Linked DNA regions of Triticum aestivum: region 2 is linked to region 1. A link is a contact called in public Hi-C data. All regions are on one chromosome and are shown on one strand. The core of a region is the stretch at or near the end of the contact, and the rest is flanking DNA. Distances in the headings are between cores, read along the strand shown.

Region 1 (7,888 bases), core at 3,290-5,789:
GCGGAGTATCTGCCTAGGCACTAGCTACCACATGCTAATCCTTGTCTGCTGTTGGACCAAGCACCAGAAACGGTGCAACATCTCTTGATCGCAGCAGCTTTGGCGTGAGATTCTGTCATGGATTCAATCCACTGGACAGCCACCTGGGTCTGGAGATGACTTTGTAGAGCTGTAGATATTCACGATGCGCAGCATGCCCATGGTGCAATGGAGGGGTGTAGCCTTGCCATGCTCTACGCATAGTAGATTTAAGTGCCGAAATGCTGCCCTCTTCAACGATCGTCATCGCTAAGCTGATGTCTGCCATCCAAGCAGAGGCACGACTCTTGAGTGGCGGTTGGCACGAAGGGTTACAGTTCACATTACCATCCACGCCTAGTCTGTGACAACTTATTTAATTCTATCTATCAATGCATCAAGACCCGTGGCTTTTTTGTTATCTCAAGAAAAAAGGACTTGCTACTATTGTTTCTTTTTTGAATATAAGATCATCATTTATTCATGTGTGCTAAAAGCTTGTGGGAACATTGCACCTTTGTGCCATAAAAGTATTGCTGCTGGTTTGGAATTTGGGGCATCCGTTGATTTGCTCTATTTCAACATGCTTTCATGGCTATTTAACTAACACGTTTTTCCTCTTGAAGATTATAAGACTCTGCCCTGACAAGTTTTTTGAGGAGGAAGACTTTGTCTTTGTTGCATTAGAGTTATACTCTCATTGTCTTGCCATGGTACTTCGAAGGTATTTCTACCATAATGTACTTAACTCCGAATCCCATTTTATGGGCTCGTGATTATTTCTTCTTTCCTCAGCATAATATTGGCAATTGGTTCCTTTTTCTCTCTCATTGCAGCAGGGATGGAAATTCCCAGGAATTGCCAAGTAACAACTTACTTCCTGAACTATCTTCTGCAAGTGAGACTATGGGTTGCCGAATGAACAATAAGGTAGTGATATGACGCAACCCGAGCTAATATCTCTGACTGCGTGTAAAAATTCCTTATTGCCTTTTGTGACTTATGAAAGCTAATAGCTTAATTCATGTGGCAGCATTTGTGGAAGCTAATGATGGTACTGCTATCCACATCGCATCAATCGTCTCAACTAGTCTCGACTGATCAGTGCTTGTCAAATATCATCTCCTTTCTGCATAATATCTTGCCTTTCATGAAGAAGTGCTTTAGAGGTAGCATCTTCCTGTTGTTCTTGACCTACTTCCTTTAAGAGAACTTTTTGCTTGTGTCCGTACAATATCTGCATATTTCAGAATTTCCTTGAAAACATAATAAATATCTAAAATTGCTCTTAGTCCTTTCTGTATGCATCTCGAGGTTCAGTAAACTACTGGAGACTGGTCAAACCAGTCTGGAAAATACGAGTATCTATGTTTGCCATATGTACCAAAAACAGAATTTTGCCAAAAGGAAAATCATAGGTAGCTTTAAACTTTTCTGCCCGTAAGTGCTGACTGAAAAGGGCTATATATATTAATGTTGTCTGTTTTGCAGAAAGAGCTGAACCAGGTGATGTGCACACCAATCCGCAAGTTGCATTAGGAGCTTTGATTAGCCTGTTGGCATACTTCTGTACAGAATGTGATAATAGGATTTCAATGCTGGAAAACAAGATTTCTGATTCCTACAGGCTGTTGGCGAAGATACTATTTTTTTGTTCCGGAGAAGTCATTGCTCTTGCAAAACTTGTTCACGAGATTGAATTTCTTAATGAAAATGGTGCTAAGAATGATGTGCATATGTGTGGCAGCTTTAGGCATTGCATACACATTATTCAGGGATCACTTCGTAGCACCAACATGCAGGTATCTAACTGGCTTTGCCTACTATGTGCACCTAACATTTCAGATTGTGTTAGTAGCTAAGAAGATGGTTTGACCAATCAGGTTCAAATGCTGGGGATACATGTGCTGAAAACTTGTGCTCAGAGAGAGCTAACTGAAGTTTCACAAACAGAGACTCATTCTTTTATGATATTGCTTGGGGAATTACTAGGAGATGTGTTTGATTTGATGCAAACTGCATTGAAGGTACTGTTTGCAGCTGTATTAATTTTGATATTATTGACATTTCTACGAAATCAGATGGCATGCTTTGACAGCTTTCCTTCTCCAGAATTGTTCAAGCCAGGAATCTGTCAATGTGATTGATGATTGTTTAAAATTGCTTTTCCTCTTCCACACACTAGCACAATCACAGAAATACCAGCAAGAGGCTACAGTACTTCTGTTGGATGCCTTACTGATGGTTTTCTATTTGTCCGATGAGAATGCTTCACAGGTAGCAAATCGATATCTTTTTCCCAGTTTTATATCATGTGTATAGTATCAAGTTTGGTGTTAATGTCTGTCTAAGCGGATACCTTTCAGGAACTTACTGAAGTAAATACCATCTCCAAGAAGTTGTTCTCTCATTTTATTCAGATTCCGTCAGCCGCCATACAGATCAAAGATGTAATGCTGTCAGCACCACCTACAAAAAGACAGCAGCTTCAGGTATTGTGCATTAGTATATGCTTGTCATTCATCACGTGAATGTTTTTGTTTATACATCTTTTGGATCCTGATTTTCGTGATGGCTTCTAATTTTTTGTCACCTTGCGATCCATTCTCTTGTAATTTGAGATTACCTTCATGCTAAATATCCAGCTGCGATGCAGCTTTCTTTTGATGGGATGTGGGTTTGGGGCATCTTTTGATGTGCTAAATATCTGCATTCTTTGCATCTTAAAGCACTCTGCTCTTGCCTTTTGTTGTAGGACATGATCCGGGCTTCAGTAAGCCATGGTCAGATCATGGTGCCGTTGAATACGAGTGCACAATCACAGCAGAATGTTCAGGATAGCACTAAAAAACCTGTGTCTGTAGCCATAGCGTCTGGTGCTGATGCAGTCGAAGAGAAGGATGGAAATGAAGTTAGCGATGATGACTGGGATGATGATTGGGACACTTTCCAATCTCTTCCCGCAACTGCTGCCAAGGATGATGCAGATTCTGCTATAGTTGTTTCACCTATTCCTGAACAGGGCTCCGTTGCAAGTTCTCAAGAACAGATCCATCAGGGAAATACTAATCATGATATTGGTGATATGGATGTAGCAGTGGGCACAATAGAAGGCAGAAAATCTGCTGACAGAGTATTTGAGGAAGCCTCTGCTTCACAATGCTCTAGCCCTAAGCCACAGATCAATAGAGAATCCCTAGAGTCGTCATATGAAGATGATGATGAAGTTCCAAGATATCCAACAGTTGATTGCCTGGAGCAACCGGCGGATGTTCTGATGAATGATAAGACACTGAGTGAATTGCCGCAGGACCATGACAACCAGTTTGGTTGTAACGAAAGAAATAATGGTGACCTGGAAGATGAGGGCACTGATTCAGCTATCGAAGATAACAAGAAGGATGCTCTTCGAGGAACTCGAAGCTCCGAGGGAGATGCCCTAGATGAAAATATTGCTTGCAGAAATGATTCCACTAACAGTTTGAACAAGAGTTCAAATGTTGTGGTTAATGAGGGCAGCGACATGCCATCAACTGTTGATACCAAGGAGTCTGGGGAAGAGTTAGCACCTTCCTCTCATGTCCCTGGTACGACGAATGCTAGCTTATCTGGGAATGATATCAGTACAAGCAATGCAAGCGAACACCCTGGTAGTGCCGACACCAAACCAGAATCATCCGTAGGTGAAAGCTCAGAATCATAACTGAGAGGAACTTGTTGTAGACCACATACATCACTGTAGAGAATTGAAATATGCTGATCGGAAGATAGGAAATGAAAAACAAGGTTGGCCTAGCTGCAAGCACTTAATCCTCATTGCCTGACCTTGATGATACAATCGGCATGCTCAAGCCTGCAGTCTAAAAGAAGTGGCTGCCCTGAGGTGTGGTGAGATCAGAAGCATCGCTCCACGATAGAAGACTCTTGTTCATAGCTATGGGTAGCTTGGGCTTGCAAGTTTGGCCTAGTTATGACGTGGATTGTATTGTATGCTTGTTCTCACATGTTTGCTGTGGGTTTTGGTTGCATGCTGTAGAGTTTGTATATCGAAATTTTAATACTTGAGAGTTCAGACATCAGACGCTGGGGTGCACACATGTATCTACTGTGCAATTGCTGGCCTCATCTTTGTGTTGGGAATAGGAGGCCAGCTGATATCATGTTTGTATGGGAACCTGATCTACATCATGACATTTTGTTGACGTCATGGATATTCATTACTTATATATGAAGTCGAGTGCGTGTGTGGCTTGCATTTACTGATGTGTTTATGCGATGTTAGCATGCTATGCTTAAATTCAAGGCAAAAGGTGACCGTTATAACCTGTTAAAATACATAAAGTTTGATCCCTAGCACGTTGATTGTTCCCGAACGTCTGAGGACAACGATCGAGCGTGCACATACTTGAGATGTTCGGCCGGCGACGGGGTTCAGGCTTCAGAGTAGCTGAGGTCGCTGCCGTGGATAACAGTGGAACTCGCACCACCTCAAGATGACTGTCTGTCAGAGAAGCATGCCGATGTAGACATTGGCGGCGAGACAAGAGCTGAGCAAGATATGCCTCGCTTGAAATCGCCAAACTTCATCAACGAAAGTTTCTTCACGCTCGGGTGCTCGGGGCCCGTCTCTATTCCGGCCCTATATAAGTATTTGTCAAAGGAGAATCGATGTGGAACTTGAGCTCTGTCAATACCTGAACCTACCGCTGAAACCAGTCGTGGAGCCATTTTCACAGAGCCAAAAGAGGTTCAATCCAAAGCGCACAGTCATGCTCACGCCATATGAAGGCGTCACAAAACGTTCCTCGCCAAGGGCTGCCCTTGTAACGCGCAGACGCATCATCAAACGCACCTCCTTCCTTCCAGCACGGCCAGCAGCGAACCCGCAGCCGCACATGCGCGGACGGACACGTCCTCTTCAGCAAATAGCGAAAACGTAGATCGCACGGTTTGTTCCGAAAGCTGATCGAGTGAGCAGCATATTGATCATTCAGACGTTGATCAGTGACATGACCTCAGGAATGTGCCAACAGTACGTCGCCCAAAAGAGTTCTCCACAAAAAGATGATTCATTCGTCTATCCATCCGTCCATATTTCTGCCTGGGCAATGATAAAAATCTATTGGAGAAAGATGGTATGTCCAGCCTTCATTCGTCTCTGGCAATGATATATGATCTGTTGCGAACCACATGATCCATGTTAGGTTAGTGGATCACACCTATACCTGACCCTGTGGTTCCGTGCTGTTACTGGTGGATTTGGATCTCATTCATCCTCTCCCAGACGCCACAAACCTTTTTCTCCTTTGCACTTTCCATTAGAAGAAGCCAGAATGGAAAGGGCGATCTACGCACTGTGCATACCAGGTGGGAGTGGGGCATTGTGGATCACAGATGGAGTGGATGAGTATCAAAGTGCACACGGTTTATAGCTGGTCTTCTTCCGTCCATCGGTTTGAGATAGAGCTGTTTTGCATGGTCGGGATGGAAAGGGACGCTTGTGCCAACTTTGGAAAGGGGGCCTAGGCCCATTTCGGGATGGCATGATGACCTTGTGCGTGGGGCCTCACGTGTATTTGCATGAAGGGTTTGAAGCTTCCTGCGTCGATTCCTCATACGGAGAGGGGTAGAATAGCGAGCAGAGCTAACTGGACATGGTTACTGCGTGGCAACGGGAACGAGAAGCGGCATCGGGTTATCGTGCATGCCCCACAAAATTGGTTGAGGAAGAGGGCTCTGGCAAGTGGGCCCCACCCGTCAATGGAACGTGTGAAAATAAAATTTGCCGAAAGTTCAGTTAATGGCCTGACCGAGGACCATTTTGTGCAATTCTTGTTTACCTTCAGATTTTTTGTGGGTGTAAGAAAAGGGCGACAAGAATTGTTTCATAGTCATTTGCACCCATTATGTGCCCGTATAAAAAGTTCATCATATGGACGGGTTCGTTCCATCTTACAAGTTTATAAACTTTACAAATTGTTCCTGCCTCTCAAGTTCACTTAACCCTGATCCCCGAATTATTAGGAAGAGGAAGATGACATCGGGCTATCGTGCATGCCCCCACAATTGGTTGAGGAAGATGGCTCTGGCAAGTGGGCCCTCCCCGTCAATGGAACGTGTGAAAATAAAATTAGCCGAAAGTTCAATAAATGGCCTGATCGAGGACCATTTTGTGTAGTTTTTGTTTACTTTTGGACTTTTTCGTTGTTGCAAAAAAAAGGTGACTAGAATTGTTCCGTAGTGATTTGGACCATTATGTACCGTATAACAAGTTAATCACGTCGACTGGTTTGTTGCATTTTGCAAATTTATAGATTTTATAAATTGTTCCTGCCTCTCAAGTTCACTTGCCCCTGATCCCCGAATCATATTACCTCCGTCACAAAAAAACTATCTTAGATTTATCTAAATGCAGGTGTATCTCCGTATCAAAAAGATTGTCTTAGATTTATGTAGATATGAATGTAAGAGGGAGTATTAGACTTGGTCAGCTGGCGCAGCTCGCGTGACATGATCAGCATAGTAAATCAATCAAAGAGATAACATGGGAAGAGAGCTTAGCATGTGAACAGCCGTGGATCACGCGTGTACCACCACCACCTGATTAGGATCCAGCGCGCAGCTGTCCCGTTTACTTAGGTTTATAGTTATACGTACGGTTTTCCTAATATTATAAGCGGGCAGCCACGTCCATGCTTATCGATGCATCGTATCCGTACGGAGCAGGCCATTGATGATAAGCTATCGCCATCACCATTTGTCCCTAATGTCAACCCTTTGTACGGAATCCCAAGCACATCTTTATGCTATATATGCTGCACGGTACTCCGTGAGAGGGAGATGAAGTCCAATTTTGTTTGTCGCCCTTTCGTGGATCATTTGTCGTCACGTCTGCTCTTTTAACTTGATTTTGCAAGAATTTGAGTTTTTGTTTTGCTTGTGGTGTCATATACATGGGGTTCAGTTATTACTATTAGCTGAACCAATCGTATGTATTCATCTTTGTAGATGTTTTAAGATGATTTTTTTAACACGGTACAGATGCATGCTCATATGTACGCGCATACACTCATATATACAGTCGACCTCCATGCAATAATAATACAAACATAGGAAGTTATGCGCACCAGCTCTACAAGTTTAACGGACATTTCACGGATATTCATGGTATACACGCACTCCAACGCTACCACAACGTGATCAAACACAGAAACCATGTGATGCGCCATAGATCCCAACAACGAAATGGAACTATATCACAACTTGCACACTTAATTAAAGCTACTTGGTACATGAAACCCTAGCTTGTGTTCTTGTTTAGCATCTGGTTGATTAATTGTTTTTCTTTCGTTTGTGAGGGTTAATTAGTATCATGAACGCTTCATCTAAATTTGATTGAGAAACGCATGACTTTTGCAAGTACCATGAAGAAAGCTAAGAGTTACTTGGAGAACACCTATGTATGTTCCCGTAGAAAATTTTATGTCAGCACTTGTGTTTTTCTTCTATGCGACTTGCGACTTCTTTGCCTCCAAACACGGGTCTTGTTGTCCGTACCAAAGAAATTTCAAGCACTCAAATGTGGCGACGCTGACGCATTTGGACCAGGTACGCACGTCTACATGTACGGCAGCTCTTCTAGCTACCTTGCTGCTCTCCAATTCCAGCACACTAGTCATGTATATCCTCTTCTTAACTAATTGCTCTTGCATACACAGATATACAGTATGAACGTAAGCTTCATATGACGTGCCCTTCCGTACAAACGTTCGTCGACTTCGATCAGGCGCTAATTTTCCGTCTGTGACACACATGCGATTTTGACATTAACGTTAGAGCAAGCAACCAATATTGACTGGTTCAGCTCATA
Region 2 (7,888 bases), core at 2,007-4,506, 210 kb after region 1:
CCCTCCCACGTGCACCCCCACCCTCGCGCTGCGCCCCAAATCCACCAACCGCCGCCATCGGGGCACTCCCCCCTCCGCCCGCTCCCGCTGCGCCGCTGCCGGAGGGCCGACCAGCGAGGCGTGTCGTGCCCTCGGATGGTGAAGGCGGGGCATAGCCGTCCCCCATGCACCCTCCCTCCCGCCTCGCATCCCCAAGCTTTTGTGCGGACGAACCCCTCCCAGCTACTGCTCGCTCCTGCAGGTCCAACGGCGAGCGTGACGTGCCTGGCCATGGCCATGGGCACCCTCCCCTGCAGTACTTCCCTCCTCCCGTACGCGACACGGCCCAGCCCTGCTGATGCCGTTGTTGGCCATGGGTTGGGCAAGGGGACTGCCGCCCGGTCAAGGGGGTGTTCGCAGCCTGCCTTCCATGCGCAGGCGGCCCCCTCTCGTCTCCGGCGGCGCTACCTTCCCCAAGCCACGGTGACGACTCATGTGGAGGCAACGAGACTACAAGGATAGTGGCAGTCACGAAGCTCCTCAAGGCGGGTTCTTGTTGGCACTGTTTCAACCCGGCGACTTTGGACCCGCGTCTCTCCGGTTTCCATGGTTGTCGGCGTCCTCTGCCGGGCGCCTCCGGCCTCGGGGACCAGCAACTACGTCCCTTCCAGCTCGCATGGCTCCCCGATGTCCCGACGGCTATGGCCACAACATTTAGGGTTTGCGTTCCTCTAGTCCTAGATTGCCGGCGTTGCCGTTCACCGTCGCCCCACCCCCTCATGGTTTGCTTCGTTGCCTGCCCTATGTTGGACATCTCAAAGCCCTTTCTTTTTGCCAGATCCAATGCTCGCGTGTTCGGAGGTGGTGCCACCCATCGACGGCAGGTGCAGCCCCGCCAACCCCTTCCTACATGGTGGCTCCGACCAGCGTTTGGCTCCTCATCTTCCTTTCCAATTACGGTGGCGATAGGATTGCTTATTCAGGCCAGGGAGAAATCCCTGCTCGGCTTGCCAGTGCTGGCGGCGGCGGCGTGTGCGTACATCGTTCCCATCTTGGAGCCGCTGTCAAGGCCCTTGGCTGGGCCCCTCTTCGAGCTCAGGGAAAACCGTAGGTCTGGTTCCTCTGGATCGGATGGCGACGGCGTCTCAACGTCGTCTTCTTTCTTGAAGGCGCTATCTTGCTCGCTCACGGTGTCCCCAGTTTTGGATCTGTCGATGTTGGTGTTCTTGTTGGTTCAGCATTGCTGTTCTTGGTTCGGGTTTGGTAGATTTTGTTGTGATGTATCCTCTGTACGGGCCGAGCATCCCTTGTCTCTCTGCCTCGGGCATCATGTTCATGCCTGCATGCGTTCGTGTCATTTGTTGTATCCTTTTATGTACTCATTCTACTCCTTCTATCAATGCAAGGATACACAAGCTTTGTGTATTCCTGAAGAGAAATCATTCAAAATACTGCAGGAATATCCACGTAAAACTTATGTAGTGCAGAAAAGAATTATCAGCCTCGGGCAAGTCACTTCTCATTTTGTAAATATTTATATGTGCTTTGAAAAAGAAAACATGACACAATAGACAGTGCATTATAAAAACTCCAATGGCGTCACACAAGGCAGCCTAGAAATTCTACCGAACGCCATCATACTTGTCGCGTTATAATGGGTTGATAAACTTCAAATCATGTGTTAGAAATGGCCAATAAGCGGCCTAGAAAATCAACCTGACGCCATTATATATGTCACGTTATACGAATGTATTGCGCCGATAAGTTGTGCATTATATAGTGTAGTCAATGGCCAATAAGCGGCCTAGAAAATCTACCTGACGCCATCATACATGTCGCGTTATAGTGGGTTGATAAAGTTTATAACATATAGTGTTATAAATGGCCAATAAGCGGCCTAGAAAATCTACCTGGTGCCATCATACTTGTCGCGTTATAGTAGGTTGAAAAAGTTCACATCATATAGTGTTATAAATGGCCAATAAGCGGGCTAGAAATTATGACGCCATCACATTATGTCACGTTATACGAAGTATCGCGTTGATAAGTTGTGCATTACAGTGTTGCCAATGGCCAATAAGCGGCCTGGAAATTCTATCTGACGACATCATATTTGTCGCGTTATACGAGTGCATCGAGTTGATATGTTTTATATCACATAGTGTTAATGGCCAATGAGTTGCCTAGAAATTCGACCTGGCGCCATCATATCGTTCACAGTATATGAATACAGTAAGTTATACATTTTATATTACACACTGTTATCAATGGCCAATGAGGGGCCTAGAAATTCGACTGGACGCCATCATATCGGCCGCGTTATACGAATGCATTAAGTTGCTATATTTTAGATTACACAATGCTATCAATGGCCAATGATCGGCCTACAAATTCTACCTGACGCCATCATATTTGTCGCGTTATACGAATGCATTGAGTTGATATATTTTATATTACACAGTGTTATCAATGGACGACAAAGCGGCCTAGAAACTGGACCTGACGCCATCATATCGGTCGCGTTATATGAATGCATTAAGTTGATATATTTTATATTACATAATGTTATCAATGGCCAATGAGCAGCGTAGAAATTATACTTGACACCATCATATTTGCCGCGTTATAGAAATGCATTGAGTTGATATATTTCTCTTACACATTGTTATCAATGGTCACTGAGCGGCTTAGAAATTCTACCAGACGCCAAGCGTTATATGGATGCATTGCGTTGATGTAATGTACATTACACGATGTTATCAATGGCCAATGACTGGCTTAGAGAAATTCTACCTGACGCCATCATATCTGGCGCTTTATACGAATGTATCGTGTTGATATATTATATATTACATAGTGTTACGAATGACCAATGCGCATCCTATAGAAATTAAACATCGGTAAGCAAATAATTTACACGGTAGAATATTCGCAAGAAAAAAGAATAATCGCAAAAAATATACTCATTGCCATATGAGTACTGAAAGAAAATAAAAAAGAAAAAAAAACTGTACGTTCACATGTGTTGCGCTCTTGCTCCTCCAGCAACGGTGAAAAAGGTCCCCACCAAAAAAAAGAGAGAAAGAAAGCAACGGTGAAAACATATTCCTAGAATCGACCGTGCTCTGTCCCCCCCTGCCCTCTCACTCTCTCACCCCTTTGACTTTGTCGCAAAAGTCAAGTGGGGACCTTGCCCCACCCCTCCAGAGACCACGAGGCCGGCTCCCGATAAAACGCAGCCCCCTCGCCCCCCTCTCTCCTCCTTTTCAGACACCACGAGCGAGGCCGGATCCAATGCCCATCCCCACCACCACCATCTCTCTCCTCCCACCAACAGCGCCAACAATAAACTAGAACCAAAAGTCAGCGCCCCCCTCCTTTCCTTCCTCCATAGCCAGCAAGAACCAACTCTCCCCGCGCGAGCCGACCATGGACAGGGACGCCGGGTGCTACTACCTCGGCGGCGGAGGCGGCAACGACTGGGACCTCAACGCCGTCGTGCGCTTCGCCTGCCGCGGCCGCGTCCTCCCGCCGCCGCCCTCGGAGGACCCCTTCTCCTCCTTCTTCCCCCCGCCCGCGCCCGTCGTGGAGGACCACGGGATGCCTGACGCGGCGGCGTTGCTCCCTGATCCTCCCGTCGACGGGGGCTCTGCTGCCGTCGACGAGCTCTCCATTGCCTTCTTCGCGCCGTCCGCGGCGCTGCCGTCCTCGCCTCAGCCGCCGCCGCCGCCGCAGCAGCAGCAGCAGCCAGCGGCGCCAACGAACCAAGAAATGGTCCCGATGCAGCAAGACGAGGCGGTGCCGCCTCCGATGCTGCTGACCGCGGGCGGGCAAGGCCCTGTCGGCGAAGGGTCGAGATCCAAGAGAAAGTACGTCCCGAACACTCTGAATTTTTTCGAAATAAAATGTTGCTGGCTTATCGTGTATGCTTGTGCTCACGCGTGCGCGTGGATGGTTGGCGTCTGTGCAGGAAGAAGGTGGTGAAGAAGGTGGTGAAGCGGGTGGCGGCGGACGGCACGTCGGCGGACCCGTGGGCGTGGCGCAAGTACGGGCAGAAGCCCATCAAGGGGTCGCCGTACCCGCGCGGGTACTACCGGTGCAGCACCGACAAGGCGTGCGAGGCGCGGAAGATGGTGGAGCGCTGCCGCGACGACCCCAACTCCTTCATCCTCACCTACACCGGCGGCGAGCACAGCCACCCCGCCCCCGCCCACCGCAACTCCCTGGCCGGCACCACTCGCAACAGGCAGCAGGCGCCGGAACCTGCTGCCGGACAGAGCGCTCCCGCCGCCAAAGCCAAGGAAGAGTCGTCGTCGGCGGCGGCGGAGCCGAGCCCAGCGCAGTCGACGTCGGGCGGGATGTCCCCGACGACGCCCCTGCGCACGCCCTCCATGGAGGAGTACAACCAAGACTCAGAATTCGACGAGGCCGCCGGCGGCGCAAGTCAGCCGCCCATGGACGTCGAGAAGGACCGCGAGGATGAGCTGCTGAAGATATTGGAGGGGTGCGTGCACGGCGGCGACTCCAGCATCGTCGTCGAGGAGACGTTCGTGGTCACGCCGTGGGTCACGGCCCCCGGCGGCGCGGCCGGGTGGAGTTGACTCCGCCGTTACCGTCCGTACATTGCCATATATAGCAGCATGCTGTTCATTATAATCCTGGCTCGTTGCAGCAGCAGCGGTAGCAGTAGAAACATAAGAAAAGAAAAGAAAAAAGATAGAGGTGGAAGAGAGCATCTGATCCATGCTACAACCCCAGTGCCAGCCGGCCAGTAGTTATTCGCCTAGTGTAATTAAGTGCTAATTAGCTCTGGAGTAATACAGTAGCGAGTGTTCTTTGATGGCTTGATTAGAGTATACTGCATGTATAATTAAACCAAACCCAAAGACAATGTTTTCTTCTTCTTCTTCTTTCTTGACATGTTTGGGCCATTCAATGGCTGCCTAGCTTTATCTAGAGGTTTTTGGTGCTACATTTGTGCGTGCACTAGCTAGACTGATCATCATGATACAGTCCCAGTTGCACCCAGGTGATGGAGCAAGAAGGGTGAGATAAAGGGAGGACAGAAATGGAAGAAAGGAAGGGGAGTTGGTGCATGGTGTGGGTGGCTCCCCTTGTCTCTTCCCTTTCACTGTGTGCCCAATTTGTGTGTGTAGTGGCTTTCTGGCTGCAGTGCAGTTATGCTTTTGCAGATCAGGACCATGTTGCTCCGGCCCAATGGATGGTACCTTTTGATTCTCGGATCTCGGTCCTATGTGTATTGGAACGTACTGCTGCTGCAACCAATCCTCGTTTACCCAATTTTCATGTTGCTCTTCTCAGTGAATTCAGTGTTTAGATGTTGGTTTCTTTGGATACTGATGAAGTACATGGCGTGTAAATCCTTATGAAAATATGGCCTTTTTCGGTTGAATGTGGATGTATAAGAGCCATAGCACATTTTCCCCCGAACCATGTATAAGAGTTAGGTGTCAATTCATTACGAGAGAAAAAGATACATCGCCAAAAGGCGAGGTCCTACAACGCCAAAGAGGCATGACCCGAAAAGAAAGAACCTAAATGACCTAAGATCAATACCCAAGAGAATCGGATCCACGAGTTGGAGACGAGCAATCCTAGCTTAGGTTGCATCATACGAAATGAAAAGGTGAGAAACATCTACTGCAAGAGCCTAGACACCAGTCAACTGTAACACAACCCAAACTCGACAGCCATGACGATGACAACGACTAACACACAAGCACCCAGTGACAAAATCACAACCAAACATAAAGACAACACTACTTGAATGACCCTAGGCGCAACATCGCCCAACAACAACGCCACCGTTCCATCACTACCAGACCAACCGTCACCTAAGCCGTAGATGAGGCGCCATGAAGGTGGGCGAGCACAAACTAGAGGAAGAGGGGGCACAAGCAAGCACCTATGATGAAGTCCACCGCAACTGGCAAGCTCGGGGTGGAGGCCCAGCACGATATGGGGAAGAGATAACCGGCGACGACGCCCACACCTTCACAAACCAAAAGGCCATCGAACAAAAGAGACCAACCACCAAACGTCAAACACCCCCACTATCGGCCTGAGAGGAGCCACAGGAGGAAGATGTGCCAGATCCGACGGAACCACTGGCAGATTTGGCAGGAAAATGACTAAGAGGGGGAGAGAGTGGGTGGCAAGGATGGCAAGGAACAGAGGCACACCTGTAACGACATGATGAAGTAGCCACCGCACCTCGACACGGCCTCAAGAAGCGATCGGAGCATGGCCAAGCGTCCGGCATCCGACAAGATCATACTTGCCAAAAAGGGACCAGAAGAAGCAACTCAGGGAACATACCTCGTCGCCGCCGTCCTTGGTGGTCGCGTAGGCTTTCCCACTGGCGATCTCACACGATGGTGAGAAATGGGGGGGGGGTGGATGTGAGGTGTCTAGGGTTGTGATTATCGCTAGAGTCGCCCAATCTGGGGATGGAGGCCCCCGCACGATATGAGGAAAAAGTAACTGACGGTGGCACCCACACCATCACAAACCAAAAGGCCTTTGAGCAGAAGCGACCAACCACAAAGTGTCAAAACCCACCCACTACCGGCTGGAGAGGAGCCACAAGGAGGAAGATGTGCCAAATTCGACGGAACCACTGCCAGATTTGGCAACAAAATGACCGAGAGGGGGAGAGAGTGCGTGGCAAGGATGGCAAGGAACATAGGCACACTTGAAACGACATGATGAAGTAGCCACCGCACCTCGACACGGCAGCATAGAGCGACTGGCATCCGACACGATCACACTCGCCAAAAGAGACAAGAAGAAGCAACCCAGGGAACATGCCTCGTCGCCGCCGTCCTTGGTGGTTGCTTGGGCTTTCCCACTCGCGATCTCCCACGGTGGCAAGAGTGTGTGTGTGTGTGTGTGTGTGTGTGGATTTGAGGCAACTAGGGTTGTGATTATCACTATAGTCGCCCAAGCTGGGGGTGGAGGTCCCGCACAATATGAGGAAAAGATAACCGATGGCAACGCCCACACCATCACAAATCAAAAGGCCTTCGAGCAGAAGCGACCAACCACCAAACGTAAAAACCCACCCACTACCGGCCGGAGAGGAGCCACACGGAGGAAGATGTGCCAAATCCGACGGAACCACTGCCAAATTTGGCAGGAAAATGACTAAGAGGGGGAGAGAGTGGGCGGCAAGGATGGAAAGGAACAGAGGCACACCTGTAACGACATGATGAAGTAGCCACCGCACCTCAACACAACCCCAGGAGGAGACTTGAGCATGGCCAAGCGACCGGCATCCGACAAGATCATACTCGCCAAAAGCGACCAGAAGAAGCAACCTAGGGAAGATACCTCCCCATCGTCGTCCTTCGTTATCACGTGGTCTTTCCCACCGGTGATCTCACACGATGGCGAGAAGGGGGTGTGGAAGTGAGGCGGCTAGGGTTGTGATTATCGCTAGATTTGCACAAGTGGGGGTGGAGGCCCCAAATGATATGAGGAACAGATAACTGACGGCGACGCCCACACCATCAGAAACCAAAAGGCCTTCGAGCAGAAGCGACCAACCACCAAACGTCACCCCCCCCCCGCTGGCCAGAGAGGAACCACATGGAGGAACATGTGCCAGATCCGGCGGAACCACTACCAGATTTGGCAAGAAAACCGCCGAGAAGGGGGGAGAGAGTGGGCGGCGAGGATGGCAAGGAACACAGGCGCACCTTAAAACAACATGATGAAGTAGCCACCGCTCGTCGACACGGCCCTAGGAAGCTCCTAGAGCATGAATAGGCGACCGACGTCCGATAAGATCATACACGCCAAAAGCGACCAGAAGAAGCAACCAAGGGAAGATACCTCGCCACCGCCACCCTTAGTGGTCGTGTGGGATTTCCCACCGACGATTTCA

What was found. A called contact is a pair of places that touch in the nucleus more often than the background predicts.
Region 2: a Hi-C map of leaf shows a contact between it and region 1, with 2.5 times the contacts expected there. The contact joins the promoter of LOC100192144 here to the enhancer-like site in region 1. A contact is called at or near these places in 2 of 5 Hi-C or Micro-C datasets (leaf and an unstated tissue).

Annotation. Positions count from the first base shown.
Region 1 is chr7D:430,767,907-430,775,794 of IWGSC CS RefSeq v2.1, forward strand. LOC123164931 (protein SWEETIE) reads left to right here. Exons shown (of 48, transcript XM_044582547.1): 41 at 645-742; 42 at 858-948; 43 at 1,052-1,187; 44 at 1,510-1,820; 45 at 1,902-2,045; 46 at 2,131-2,295; 47 at 2,385-2,510; 48 at 2,774-4,279. The coding sequence ends at 3,721. Among protein-coding and RNA genes, the nearest start is that of LOC123164931, 32 kb to the left of the region's middle. Within about 2 kb of position 4,540, at least 1 of the 8 cell types and tissues checked has an H3K27ac peak or open chromatin away from gene starts, as enhancers often do.
Region 2 is chr7D:430,977,893-430,985,780 of IWGSC CS RefSeq v2.1, forward strand. It overlaps LOC100192144 (WRKY transcription factor 22), which reads left to right and starts at 3,257. Exons shown (of 2, transcript XM_044583742.1): 1 at 3,257-3,848; 2 at 3,950-4,819. The coding sequence starts at 3,409. The coding sequence ends at 4,580.